Linked DNA regions of Danio rerio: region 1 is linked to region 2. A link is a contact called in public Micro-C data. All regions are on one chromosome and are shown on one strand. Each heading gives the region's core, a stretch centred on a gene start, on an enhancer-like site or on the middle of the called end of the contact. The rest is flanking DNA. Distances are from core to core; before and after follow the strand shown.

Evidence for each region. A called contact is a pair of places that touch in the nucleus more often than the background predicts.
Region 1: a contact with region 2 is called in a Micro-C map of caudal fin, with 4 times the contacts expected there. The contact joins the promoter of LOC100333241 here to the promoter of dync1li1 in region 2. A contact is called at or near these places in 1 of 18 Hi-C or Micro-C datasets (caudal fin) and 1 of 4 datasets of contacts at active chromatin or transcription factors (embryo).

The regions. Positions count from the first base shown.
Region 1 is chr19:21,631,702-21,639,235 of GRCz12tu, reverse strand. It overlaps LOC100333241 (KAT8 regulatory NSL complex subunit 1), which reads right to left and starts at 1,319. Exons shown (of 12, transcript XM_073931618.1): 1 at 1-1,319. The coding sequence starts at 1,137. It overlaps smarcc1b (SWI/SNF related BAF chromatin remodeling complex subunit C1b), which reads left to right and starts at 1,868. Exons shown (of 27, transcript NM_001089367.1): 1 at 1,868-2,063; 2 at 2,716-2,835; 3 at 2,988-3,073; 4 at 5,941-6,022; 5 at 6,116-6,208. The coding sequence starts at 1,887.
Region 2 is chr19:21,281,146-21,287,903 of GRCz12tu, reverse strand. dync1li1 (dynein, cytoplasmic 1, light intermediate chain 1) reads left to right here and starts at 3,949. Exons shown (of 13, transcript NM_001102428.1): 1 at 3,949-4,052; 2 at 4,279-4,352; 3 at 6,497-6,613. The coding sequence starts at 3,949. cpne4b (copine IVb) reads right to left here and starts at 1,153. Exons shown (of 16, transcript XM_003200571.7): 1 at 946-1,153.

The sequences.
Region 1 (7,534 bases), core at 70-2,569, 350 kb before region 2:
GCCCACACCTGCACTCTCACACGTCTGTGGTTCTGGCTCTGTCCCATTAGGAGGCCCACTCTCGGACTGAGAGAATCTAATGAAGTGGGCAGACAGAGTCTTTTTAATGCAATCACGCGGGTCATACTCGGGTTCAGGGGCCTGGAGAGAAAGTTGCTGTGTGAGGCTATCGTGAGGGGCACCGTTTCCGCTGACCCCGTTGTTATGGTTGGCAGAGCTGGCAAGAAAGGAGCGCACCCTATACAGTCTGACGCGCCCCTTCGCCGTCCTGCATGTGGGCAGCTTGGTATTTTCTTCGGGCACGCACGATGCGAAAGTCATTTTCTGAGCTCCAGTCGTGTTCTCGCATTGGATGCGACGTGAGGACGTTCGCCTGACAGTCTCGGCAGTGCTCGAAGAGCCCTTCTCGGGAGCTTCACCGTTGAAACCAACGCGGGCCGCGGCATCAGAGCTGCCGCAATACGTTCCCGAGAAACACACCCTCTTGGAGGTTCGGTTGAAACTGCATCCCCGACGCTTGATGACCGCGGGCTCGGAGTGCCCGTGACCACACCTTGCAGCGGCTGTCATCATCGCGCGCTCGGTCCCGGTGTGCACCGCGTATCCTCGTCGGACTCTTGCTGTTCGCACCGGCGGCAGTCTCGCGCTCGCTCTGCGTTCGTCCCTCCGTGTGGTTGCGCTCATGAAACACCGCAAACCAGCTCCATTGTGATCAATATTAATGCTGTTATCCTCGCTTGCACCAGCGCTTTGTCTACAAAAACGCCCGCGTCCTCCGTCGTATTCCCCCGAATCCGCACACTCGTCTCCCTCCCGTGTAATATAAGCAGCGCCGTTGGTGAAAAATCCCTCCTCGTTCATTTTCTGGGCCAGATCCGCATCGACGGAGGTGGCACAGTCCCATTCGCGGAACGCCTGGGCCTCGGCTACGCTGCTCTCCCGGTCTGAGCTCTGCACTGGGGCAGCGCTGGTGGCTGTAGCCGCAGCGGCCGAGCTTCCGTCACCACTGACGGTCTCACCGCAGCCTCCTCCCCCGCAGCAGCGGCTGGCGCTATGCGGACACCCGGCCCCACAACTCTCCACTCCAGGCCCGACTGCACTAGTGCTCATTTTATTCCGATTGCAGTAATAATACATCGCTGTGTTGTTAGCATGGCCGGGTGTGAAGCGAAAACATACGACGAAGCTCCGTTAGCGTATATTTTTCCCTTTTCGAAAGCAAGACGGGCTTCTCTTTTTCACCCGTCTTGCCTTTCGCTGCACTGTTGGCTGTCTCCAGCACTCCCTATTCGCACTGAGCATGCGCCATTCATTAGCCCAACCTTCAGTAGAGAATTAGGGTTTTTTTAAAAACTAGTTCACACCTTTTACAGTCTATGGTTTACACTCGGCGTTTTGTCGCACGCCGTGGGTTTATTGAATGTTGTTGTAAAATATATATTTCTAAAAGTAAAAATATTAACCTTTAAAACTGTTCAGCGATTATCAAGTGTTTAAAAAGATGACACAGCAGTCGTCATGCACGGTTTTTTGAATGAATAGGTTGAAAAATGCGATATGAAGCTGTTCATTCGCAGCTTTTAGCACAGCAATTAAACATAATTTAATCCGTTATGTCTGAATGTAAGCATATACTCACGCGCGCACGAATTTAATGTAAAAATGTGTTTCAAATTCAAATAAACGTTTTATTTGACTAATTAATCAATTGTATTTAATTGCCTGTGGTTCTGGTACACAGCATATACTATGTACTGTGTGTAGCCTACTGTACTCGTATCAAGTATGCAGTAGAGGTGCCGTTGGCGCCTTTTTCGGTCTAACCGCTAGAGGAGCTGTGGAGTCTTCAGTTCTTCTGGGTAGCGGAGGCTAATTAGCATGAAACAATGGCCGCACAAACGCAAGGATCGGCTGCAGCGGGACTTACGACAAGTCAAGTCAGTTGTAGCACCTCAATAAGCCGAAAAATGGACGGTGGACCATGCTGTAAATACTGGGAGAACCCGGAAATAATGTCTCAGATGGAAACGGTTCGCAGTTGGATCGGGAAGCATTATAAAAAGGTCAGAGAGCTAGCAAGAGCAACCCATAAATGATGTGGTTACCTGAGATTTTCTTTTGTTTATCTGCCACTTTCTGTCCAGCGTTAACGTATTGGGCTGCAAAATATCATTTTATATGGCTGTATTTTGTTTGTGTGACCAAAATAATAAAGAAATGAACTGTTGTGAAATGAACAGAGTACCTTCTCAACGCAATTGACAGGACAGAAGTGACTATCCCCATCCTGGGTTTATGTTGGCAACAAACTTCTGTTTAACGTTATATTAGACGCCACAACTTTACCATTTGATTCAGTAAAACATATTTGTGGTTCTCCAAAACGCTAACGTTAGACATTTAAATGACGATGATGATTATGTTAGCAGCGTGCTAGCAACTTTGTGTCTGCAAAAACTAATTTGTGGTCAGAGGTGTTTGTTTACATGACCTCATTGACACACCCCCCTCATAGCGGCATGTCATACCTTTCCACCAAGTTATCTACTGTGTAGGGAACACATACCTTAATTCATTGAATGTATAATATATTTCTCTGTGTACACAACTTTAGTGAAAGCACTTCAACACTTGTCCCTCTGTGAAAATTGTTCTGTTGCAGCTCTATATCCAGTTTCCATAAATATTATTTTGTTGTTGTTTTTCCCCTCCAAGAATGTGCAGTCTGATGCTCCCTCATGCAAGTCTCTAACTGGTCTGGTCATCCAACTTCTGCAGTTTCAGGAAGATTCTTTTGGTCGTCGAGCAAATAAGCCAAACTTTACAAAACTTCCCGTGAGTCATTATTTTACCTTATCTTTCTCTGACAAGTTTAGATATGCACATTTATCCAATGAGTCAATATAGTAATATAGTAAGCACAACAGATTTACAGAATAAGTAATTAGCATGGATTTGTTTTCAACTCTGTTTCTTTGTCTTTATAGGCCAAGTGTTTTCAGGACCTGAGGCCAGGAGGTGCTCTCTGCCACATACTGGGATCAGTGTACAAGTTTAAGACCGAACAGGGCTGGTTGGTATTATTATTTCAGAATACAGTGCATGAACTATGACGTCGCCTTGTAGGCTAATCGGCTGCTAGCATAAAATTGGTTCCCTCGATATGAATCTCTGTAGGATTTTCCCATAGGTTCATTACACTTACATGTAATCCTCACACAAAAATACAACTTTTAGCACTTTTGGATCTTAAATGCAAGAATTGAAAAAGCTAACACTAGGCTATAAAAGGATTACAGTGCCTTCAGGGGGCTCGCCTGTGATGTCCGTACCACCCTGGTACAGACAACTTTTCAAGCTTATTTTTAGAAATGTGGTCCATGACAAAGATATACTCTCTCGGTTTATTATATTATAATCCACGCTATATATTATAAACAAAAAAAATCAGCAAAAACACATAGACCTACGTACCTTTTGGATAGTTTTTTTTACGTGGGAAATACATTTTGTTATGCTTTACGGTTGTTCTCAAAGTTTTAGACCTGTAAAATATAAATGTGCCTACATAGTATTATGATAAGACGTATTAAAATAAGTGTATCGCTCGCGTTTATACAGCCCGCTTACCTTAGTAACATATGACAGAAATGAGACATGAGGGACAAGTCTATATGCCTGCAAGTTCCATCATGGACACAGAACAACATTCAATATTCTTTTTTTGTCACAAAGTACAGCGAAAAGCAGCCCATACAGTCACATGCTATAGCTTTTAAGGAGAAATGTAAATATTGCAGTTATGACATAGTTAAATGTGTTCAGATGAAGAAAAAACGACAAAAATAAATAAATTGATTACGTTAAAATGACAGTTAATATGTTTTTATTTTTTTACACGTTTATTTTCACGTTTGCATCACTGAGGGCAGGAAAGAGACAGGCTGCACTGGTAAGCAGTATCTTCATAATATAATTTAATTAAAATGATCAACAAATTATTTCGTCTTGACAGTCTTTACAAAATGTTAAATTAGTCTCTGATGACTACATAGCATATATGTGACTTAGGAAGTAAAAAAAAAAATCAAAAGGTTTTATAACCTTATTTAAAAATTACAGATATGACCCCAATGGAAAGTTTTGTTTGATCATATTTGGAATGGTGATGAATGTTAATGAGCTCTGCTCTTACTCAGCAGTTCTCTCTTTATCACATGCATATGTGCGCGCACAAAGCATTCTAAGCTCTGGAATATACACATGCAAAATAACCACTTTTCAGTTGGCAAAAAATATCTGAGTATATGCCTCTGAAATGACAATGATTTAAACTAAAGTGTAGAAGATGTTCACATTAAAAGCTAGTCTTCATGCGGGGTGTCCGCAGGGTCTTAAAAATATTAAAAGTTGATAAATCAATGTAGAGAAATTTAAGGTCCTTAAAAAGTCGTAATTGCTATTATGCAATGTATTACATTTTATATAATTTTTGATAATACATTGTATAGTTGTATGCTAAAGTGTGCCTAAATTACATCTGTAAATATCAGGATGCTGTGTAGTTTATGAAATCAATAAAATCTTGCTAGATTTGACATCATGCTGCTTTGTTTATTGCAGTAATCAAGGCAACACCATTATTTCTGCAGTTCTATAGGCACCAACCTGCTAATTTAGCTAGATTTAATAGATTTTTATTCAGGATATGAATAATGTTTTAGTTTTACATTTGTTTCTTACATGAATATTTAGTAAACATACTGTAAGTTAAAATCTCAATTCCAGTTGAAACACTGGGAAGATTAAAAAAAAAAAAATCTTGCCGGTCTTAAAAAATGTCTTAAAAGCTAATCACTCTCTGAATATCACTCTCTGATTCCTGTATTTGAGTTATGTGTTGTGGATGAAATATTAAAATATGTGCGATGCATAAACTTGCATTAAACACTAATCCAGCAGTATAACATGTCTTATTACAAATGTAAATGTGGATAATGCTTCATTGAAGGAATATTATATCACTAAAAACATTTGATCAGTTCACACTTGGATCTAAAATTGGCACCACCCCCAAAATTAAATAAAAGCAAATCTGAGCAAAACATCAGATTTTTTATTTATTTTATTTTTTATTTTTTTGCAGTTGTTATTTTAGTTTTCAGGAATTATTCTAATTATCAGATTTTGCAGTGTTGAAAACAGTTGTGTTGTTCTTAATATGTTTATGTAAATTGTGTTAAGTTGTCATCCATGTTTTTGCTTTGAACTAATTTTCAAAATGCAGCATATACAGTGCTCAGCATATATAAGCACATCCCTCACAAATCTATCTTTTAAATTCATATTTTAATAGGAAGCTGTACAATATTATATGTGTGCATGTACATTAGATTAGTCAGTACTGAAGCCAAATCTGGAGCTTATCTAACAAAATAACTTCTTATGGCGGTCCAAAAACTTGTATACCCAAATGTATATGTTATAGGGGAAAAAATGTTTTTTTAATTGTTAAATTTAATTGTATTATCTTTCAATTTCTAAATAAGTTTTTTGACTAAAATATTATTTTATTAAATATATCTATTTAATAAATCTGTTCTGTGTAAATGCACCAAAATACATTGCCTATATTCACCGAGAAATGGATCAAAATATTCATTTTTAAAATAGGATGTACTCAATTGTGCCGAGCACTGTATCTGAAATGTTAAACTTTTGTAAGGGTGTCTTTGCTTTCACCTTTGATTTTAAGTTAATGCATGCAATAGTATATGTGAATGTTTTTACATTTGATATTAAGATATTAATGTCAGTTTTACAGAGATGCAATATTTTGGTCAACACACTAGCCCTCACTAATAATAAATTTAAGCTTTCAATAAATATGATGTCTCTTTTATCTCATACTCTGTGTATGTGTGTTTTTTTTTTTTAAAGGAGGCGCTTCGATCTGCAGAATCCATCCAGACTGGATCGCAATACAGAGATGCTGGGCTGTGTGGAGAAAACGCTGATGCAGGTATTTGTGTTTGGATCTTTAGCTAAGACAAACATCATGAGCAAATCTGTGTGTGGTGCAGTATCTGACATTTGTCTTCTGTGTTTGTGTTAGAATAACTTATTAAGCAGACCTGTGGTGTACCTTTCCCCGGATCTGGAACAAAAGCAAACTTCTAAACTTAAAGACATCATCCTGCGACACAATGTAAGTAAAAAATAAAATAAAAAAAATACTGACTAGACAGTAGTGATGGGTATTTAGAGATATTTTAATTTAAGTTACATGTACTAGTTAAAAGAATCGTAATATTTAGCAATAGGTGTGACATTTTATATTAGATTTTAATTATTTCAAAAATCTAATATAAGTTCAAATATCCCCTTAAAAGTTATATTGTTTATTAAAAGTTACTTAAAAGTTATTATTGTTTATTTTGTATTATTACAATTACTGGCCACTTTATTTGGTACACCTTACTTGTACCCGGTTAGACCCCCTTCAGAACTGCTTTCATCCATTGTGGCATAGATTCAGCAAGGTACTGAAAATATTCCTCAGAGATTTTGGTCCATATTGACATGAGGGCATCATGCAGTTGCTGGAGATTTGACAGCTGCACACCCATGATGCAAATCTCCCATTCCACCACATCTCAATCTAATAGAGCACCTTTGGAATCTGGTGAAAATGGGGGCCATTTGAGAAGAGTGCACTTCTTGTCATGTTGAAGAAACCAGTCTGAGATTATTTGCATTTTATGGCATGGTCCATTATCCTGCTGGAAGTAGCCATCAGAAGATGGTATTCTGTAGTCATGAAGGGATGGACATAGTCAGCAACAATGCCAAGTGGTACTTAAAGGCCCAAAGTGTGCCAAGAAAACATCCCCATATCATTACACACCACCACCAGTCTGAACCATTGATACAAGGCAGGATGGATCCATGCTTTTATGTTGTTGATGCCAAATTCTGACCCTTCCATCTGAATGTTGCAACAGAAATCAAGACTTATCAGACCAGGCAATTTTTTTCCAATCTTTTATTGTCCAAGTTTGGTGAGCCTGTGCAAATTGTAACCTCAGTTTGCTGTTCTTAGCTGACAGGAGTTGCCTGCCAGGTGTGGTCTTCTGCTGCTGTAGCCCTTCAGTCTTAAGGTTCGACATGTTGAGCATTCAGAGATGCTCTTTTGCATACTTTGTTTGTAACAAGTGGTTATTTGACCAGTCTGGCCATTCTCCTCTGACCTCTGGCATCAACAAGACATTTGCACCAACAGAACTGCCGCTTCCTGGATATTTTATCTGTTTCGGACCATTCTCTTTAAACTTTAGAGATGGCTGTGTGTGAAAATGTCACCAGATCAGCAGTTTCTAAAATACTCAGACCAGCCTGTCTGGCACCAATAACCATGCCACTTAAATCACCTTTCTTCTCCATTCTGATGCTGGGTTTGATTAGCAGCCGATTGTCTTGACCATGTCTACATGCCTAAATGCATTGAGATGCTGCCATGTTATTGGTTGATTAA
Region 2 (6,758 bases), core at 2,700-5,199:
TATAAAAGTGTTTGGACAACAGATGCAGATATTCTCTTTATATTATGTGAATATACATTAAATCAAACACTCCACAAGCTTGTACCACTCTGCTGTAAGTTTTTTGAAAAATACTATACAGCTGATGCAATGCATGTACATGTCAAATAGACAAAAGTGTTCTGTTCTATGGTGGAAGAAAGAATGAAGAGATGCCTCCTTGAATGAAAATAATACAGTGTTCAAATTTAGTTTCAAACTGTAAATTGAGATAATGTTAAACTGGGTTAATTTTTGAGAAATTAATATTCGTACAGTTTTTATGTTTGATAGAGCATCATTTTACTCAATTTTACTAAATCAATTTACACATTTATGCACGTCACATGACTCCTAGGCTACACCACACTGCACTGCCTCAGTTTTGTCTTGCATGCAAAAGTTTCTCAGGGCATAAATATAGCTAACATGACATCTAACAAAATAAATAAAAGAAAAAATAATAATACTAAAAAATAAAACTACTTGCACTACAATTTTCAAAATGTTCAGCTTTTCAGTGCCCATTTACTGTTTATTTTCTTGGCATACATCAGTCTATTTGGCTTTTACCTTAACAAATGAATCAGAATTACTTTTATTTTAAAAACATGTCAATCATATAACGAAGTAAATTCCAATAATGTTAGTACGAATCATATTTGTTAGTCTTACAGTCTTTCTCAATTTGTCTTTTAATGACCCACAAACACCAAATGACATGTTGAAAAATTGACTGACAGCTAAGGTCTTACAATAGATGAACAATTACTACAAACACAATTCGATTCAAACAGAATCAACCGCCCTCTTTAAAACACTGATAGTATTTATGCATGTTCACATAAAATGTATGCTTAAAACTTAGATATTTTGGGGTGTATGCAAAACTATGAGGTACATTGTTTATAAAGGCACAAAACTTACCCACTGTTTTAAGTATAAGAACAAATCCCAAGGTATGCGAGAAAAAGTTCCTCAGTTTTAAGATTGTGTTGAGTGCAGTTTACGCACTGGACTCATTTTCCATCTGATTCCATGTTTAGATTTTCAGCCGTCATAAAAAAATGCAGCTCCATCGGGTTGAGCGTTAAAGGTGATGGATAGTCCGACCTGCAGGATCCTCTCTCCACATAAGAGCAGGGCACGCGCGCGCACTCCACTTAACTTCACTGTTTAGTCCTACTGTCAACGCTGGAGAGGAAGTACATGGCGCAAATACAGTGTAACCCTGCACTCTGGCGGTTAGTTCTGCAAATTACATTTAATCCCCATACAGGCATATAGTGAGAGTAAATGGTTGTATTTGATTTTTGGGGGTCTGGCCTTAAACAAATCCAGTAGGACGAGTAAACTGATTGTGAATTGTTGAGTGTGTGGTTGTCTGGTGAATATTTTTTTAGTTTGGTACAACATGTCGCAAAATAGGTATATGTTTTTGGTACAGATGCGCTGTAGAAAAAAATTTATTGAGCGATATAATATGCTCCTTCGGGCACAAAAAGATATGTGTTCATGGAGACTTGACAAGAATAGAATAGAATAGAATAGAATAGAATAGAATAGAATAGAATAGAATAGAATAGAATAGAATAGAATAGAATTACTATTTGTGGTATAGGTCCGTAGGCAGCCTGACGAAAGAGGTGGTTCTTTTTACTCAAAAAATGGACCTTTTTGCAGTTATTCGCCTCATTTTCTATTTAATTATGAGGTGTAAATACTGCATTTTAAGCACTTTTTTACTGGATTAGCTTGTCACATGGTCACACTTTTTGATGTACCAAAAGCATTTCCTGAAGATTTAGAATTAAGAAATAATACAATAATATATACAAAAAATATACAACACTTGTTTTAAAAATACTAATTTATTACATTTTATATCATTAGGAGAAAATAGAAATTTGTTTTTAAACAAAAAAGTGTAGCCTATTATCATTTATTACACTCTCAGAAAAAAATGTTACAATGTTGTAAAAAAACGGTGAAAACCCTTGTCACTGGGGCAGTACCTTACATTTACATTTAGTCATTTAGCAGACGTTTTTATCCAAAGCGACTTACAAATGAGGACAAGGAAGCAATTTACACAACTATAAGAGCAACAATGAATAAGTGCTGTAGGCAAGTTTCAGGTATGTAAAGTGTAAGAAGCAAAACATTAGTAATTTTTTTCTACCTTGCAACAGAATTGTGCCTTAAGACAAAGAAACAAATTTGTCATATCCAAAATTTGTAATTTATTATCAGTAAATATAAAACATCAAATACATTTTTAAACAAGGTTTCAGTTCATAATAAAAGTTTTTTGTGTAAATACACATTTTCAATTTACAATAAAGAATAAAACATACTTCACACAGAAATTAAAGATTTATGTTTTTGCTTAACATTTTTCACAACACTGTTAACAAAAATGTTACAGAAATACATTCTCTCATGTACAATATAACAATTTGTTTGCCAGTTTTCACACAATACCTTTTCTAATCACTTAAAAGTATTTTAATTAACTTTATTATAAAATGGAAATAGAATTATGCAAAAGTATTGTAACGAGAAATGCACAATGTTGATTAGTTTTACAATAATAAAATGTTTGCATGAACACTTTGCATATGCAGTACTTTTGCTAGCTCATGTGCATAGGGGGAAAAACAAAAGGTGTGGATATCAATAATGAAAATGTATTTTTCAGAAAATGTTTACCATATGTTTATTAAAATGTCATAAATGTTTAGTTTTGTTTTATCAGTTGTTTTGTATGGAACTTAATAATTAATGTTTATGAGTTTCTTTAAACATATTCTTTTAAGTTATGTTTACAAAAGATATCTGTATACCCTTGTGTACCTTTTTTCTGACAGTGAAAGCAAATTACAAACTGGCCAGCACATTAAACTTTCTTCAGTCAGAATTTGAGACACTAAATTTGGCACCAAAACTGCCAAATTCGTTGTCCCAGGTTCTGTACCAATGACCGACACAGGATTCCGCTTGGTCTTAAAGCTTTTTTCAATGTGTTATATTTACAATTTATTATGACATAGCAGTCAAAATAGAATAAATGAGCTAATGTTTGGGACAAATTCTCGACCTTTGTCAGTGAGGGGTGGGTCTATCGAACAACCCAAACCCCCTTATACAGGCCTGTGGTATTTGATTAATTTCAGGGCAGAGCGGTGGCTCAGTTGAATGCACGTCACCTAACACTAAAAAGGTTGCTTTGAGTGGTTTGAGTTTGGGTGTTTCCAGAAGGGCATCTGACGGATAAAACATATTCCAGAGTAAATGGTGGTTCATTCAGCTGGGGGGACCCCTGGTAAATCAGGGACTTTGCCAAAGGAATGTGAATTTTGGGTCATTAATGTGAATGTGAGGTTTTCATAATCCTTGACTAGGCTGTATTTTGAGCAACTGCTGTGATGGTTATGGAGGAGTGGTGAGCATGAGACTGATCCTTGTAAGACCACAGTGACAGACGAATCCTCGCATTGATCCTGAAGGGCCAGCCTGTACACAAGTTGGTGACCTCTCCCACCTGGACGTCCAGCGCTTTCCAGCCTTTTATAACATTTCAATATTTTAATAATCCTTAATAATAGGAATCTGAAACGTATTGATTTTTAAAGCTGTTGAGAACCTTTAAGCAATGAAAATGATAATAGATGTAAAGAATTCTTTGTGAAACAATTTAGAAAGATTTTTAGATTTCTTTAGAAGTGCTCTATTCTATTCTATTCTATTCTATTCTATTCTATTCTATTCTATTCTATTCTATTCTATTCTATTCTATTCTATTCTATTCACCTGAGATTTGGGACTGTGATTGCGGCTCGCCATGGTCCACGCCCAGCAAAAAAGCAACGCTCGGTTCTGTGCGAAACATCCGGGGCTCTTTCAGGGGTGTCACTCAAGCCTGCGAAGATGGCGACGACGGGCAGAAATACACTCCTATCGGTTAGCACAAATGTAAATAACAGCACTTCCGAAAGCCAAAACCCCGAGGAGGAGGATGGACAGAATTTATGGTAGGCTTAGCCGGACATTTTATCCTCCATTCAATCTTGGGTGTATGGTCAGAACGCAGATTTATATGGCTCAGAGCAGCATGTGACAGTTGTTAGCGGCTAACTTGCAAATTGCCCCAGCCGGGCAGGTACACAGGCCAGCCTGAATCAATGATCTCACTGATGCATGTTTCTAAAAGCATTGTGATTTAACATCTAATGCCACACTATGTTCCTCTGCGTTCAGGTCATCGATACTGAGTGAGGTGTCGACGCGCTCACGATCAAAATTGCCGTCAGGAAAAAATGTGGTGGTCATGGGTGGGTGTTTTTCTTGCCTCTGTCACGCAAAAATGCTGTTTCATGTGTGTTCTGCATCCCATTGTTTTGCATCCACTGGCTGGTTATCGTTGAACAACATAACAGCGTTAAGTAAACGCAATGGTTTGAACGTAACAACTCGCTTGCTCCGCCTGTGCACTGATGTGATTGTACGTTAAGTGTGTTATTGAGCACACGTTTATTGTTATTGAGCACACGTCATTGTCTAACGTTACATTCATCGCTGTCAGTCCCCGCTCGCTCTAAAAACATTGTCCTTTGAGTTTATCTACCATTTTTATAATGTGACATTAAATTCCGTTATAAAGGTTTGCATATGGTATACACTGTCGGGTGAATAGAGATAATCCGCACTCTCAGACACTGGACGTGTCTCAAATGCTTTCGTGTTGCCTATCTAGACAGCACCATAGGAGTGTTCCGAAGAACTAAATGCAAGACTGCTACATAACATGCTAATAACAAAGCAGATGTGCTTGCAATGAATAGAAAGTGCTGTCTCGTTGTCTTTTAGAAACGATAATGCTGTCTATGTAGGCAGCTCGCAAGGTTTTTTTAAACACAGCCAGTGACTGGCTCTTGTTTGCAGTATCAATGGGTGGCGTCAGACATATTTGTCATACAGACTTTGTTGGATAAAAGAATTTAATACAAATATAAAACTGTATTATTATTGTGAGGTATTTTTTCTTTACAAATTTGCATACTAATATACATAATGTGTTTGAAGTGTATTTGAAGAAATTCTCGAAAGTGGTAAATTAAGTGTGCATTTAAATATCTAATTTTATAAATTGTTCATTTAAATTGAATATAATAGATTAGGACATTTAAGACTTCACCTGTCAAAAATGAAAACATAGCATTATACATTTTGATTTTTAGTAACATATTTTGTTTTCAGCATTATTTTGCTAAAGTCTTATTATTGACTCTTAGTAGGTCTGAACAATAAATCATTTGAACATCAATATCCCAATGTGTATATTCGCAATTGTCACATTGTAGGACTAGATTATTTATTAAAGATTAAGATATTGTTGTACAACATTATTATACATTGATGACAATGTTATTCCATGCTTGATTGTTACAATTTTGTTTTTTAATTTTTAAACAAGTATTTTACAGTACTTTAGAAATGCTCAAAAATGTCTCTGGTAAATCAAATATAAAAGTTTGAAAACATTGACAAAGTCACACAAGTGGCAATTTTACATCGGTCACATATAATGGAGAGACAACACATCCATAACGGCATTTTTCCTCATAAATGCAAAAATGTCAAATAAAATAAAATGAATAATTTTTGTTCTATAGTGAGCCAGCTCTTATCCTTTTGATTAACATAATTTCTTTTTAGTTGTGCAGTTTAATTGACAGAATTTTTACAAAGTGTGTAAAAAAAACTCACAGACTTTTTTTTTTTGACACATCCATAACGCAAGATTATTTCCCCCATTTAAAGTATAAAAAATGATTGCATATTGATATTTTTATGATCCTGTAATTCTGTGGTTACTTGTTTTGGAAAATATAAACAGATGTTTTAATATAATGTTAACATATACTGTACTTTCTCTGTGAATTTATGTTTTGAGTTTTCACTGCAAATGTCACATCCATAACGCTGAATTGCTCATATGAAAAATATTGATTATATTTTATGCAGATTTCTGCATAGAAAAACACTTGATCACCCCAGTCAATCTGAATTCATGAAATCTTTCCAAATAGCAAAATTCTATTTATATTGCAGTAAAACAAAATATTGCAATTGCATTTTTTTTATATTGTGCGTGCAGCACAAACTGAGTAATTGCAAGAATATAATTATTTCATAGACTAAATGTCTATTAAAGATTTTGTAATCTGTTACAGGTCTTGAATTCAAATCTACATTGTGGATCAGTTCATCTTGTTAAATTAGTAATATGCTTTTATGAACATTAAAAACAGTGTACAGTCCATCCGTTGTTTTTATTTGCTTATGCTTGCATGTAGTTGTAAAAGCAGAGAGTGAGTAATTCAGTATGCATATATCCAGTTTATTTTTCAGGATCCAAATGTATCTCCTAAATGTTTAATATATTTATCTCTGTGTTAATATGACCTTTTAACAGGTGAAGTAGGGTCTGGTAAGACCACCCTGGTTGCGAAACTCCAAGGTGTAGAAGAGTACATGAAGGGACGAGGCTTAGAGTACCTGTATTTCAATGTTCACGATGATGATATTGATGGTAAGAATTTAAACATTGTCTATATAGATAGCTGGTTGTGATCTATTGCAACCAGTCAATAGACTGGCGGTTTTTAACACTGTTGTGTTTTGAAGTGGTGTTGTTGAAGTTTGTATTAACTTTGGTTAATAATCCTGTCATTATA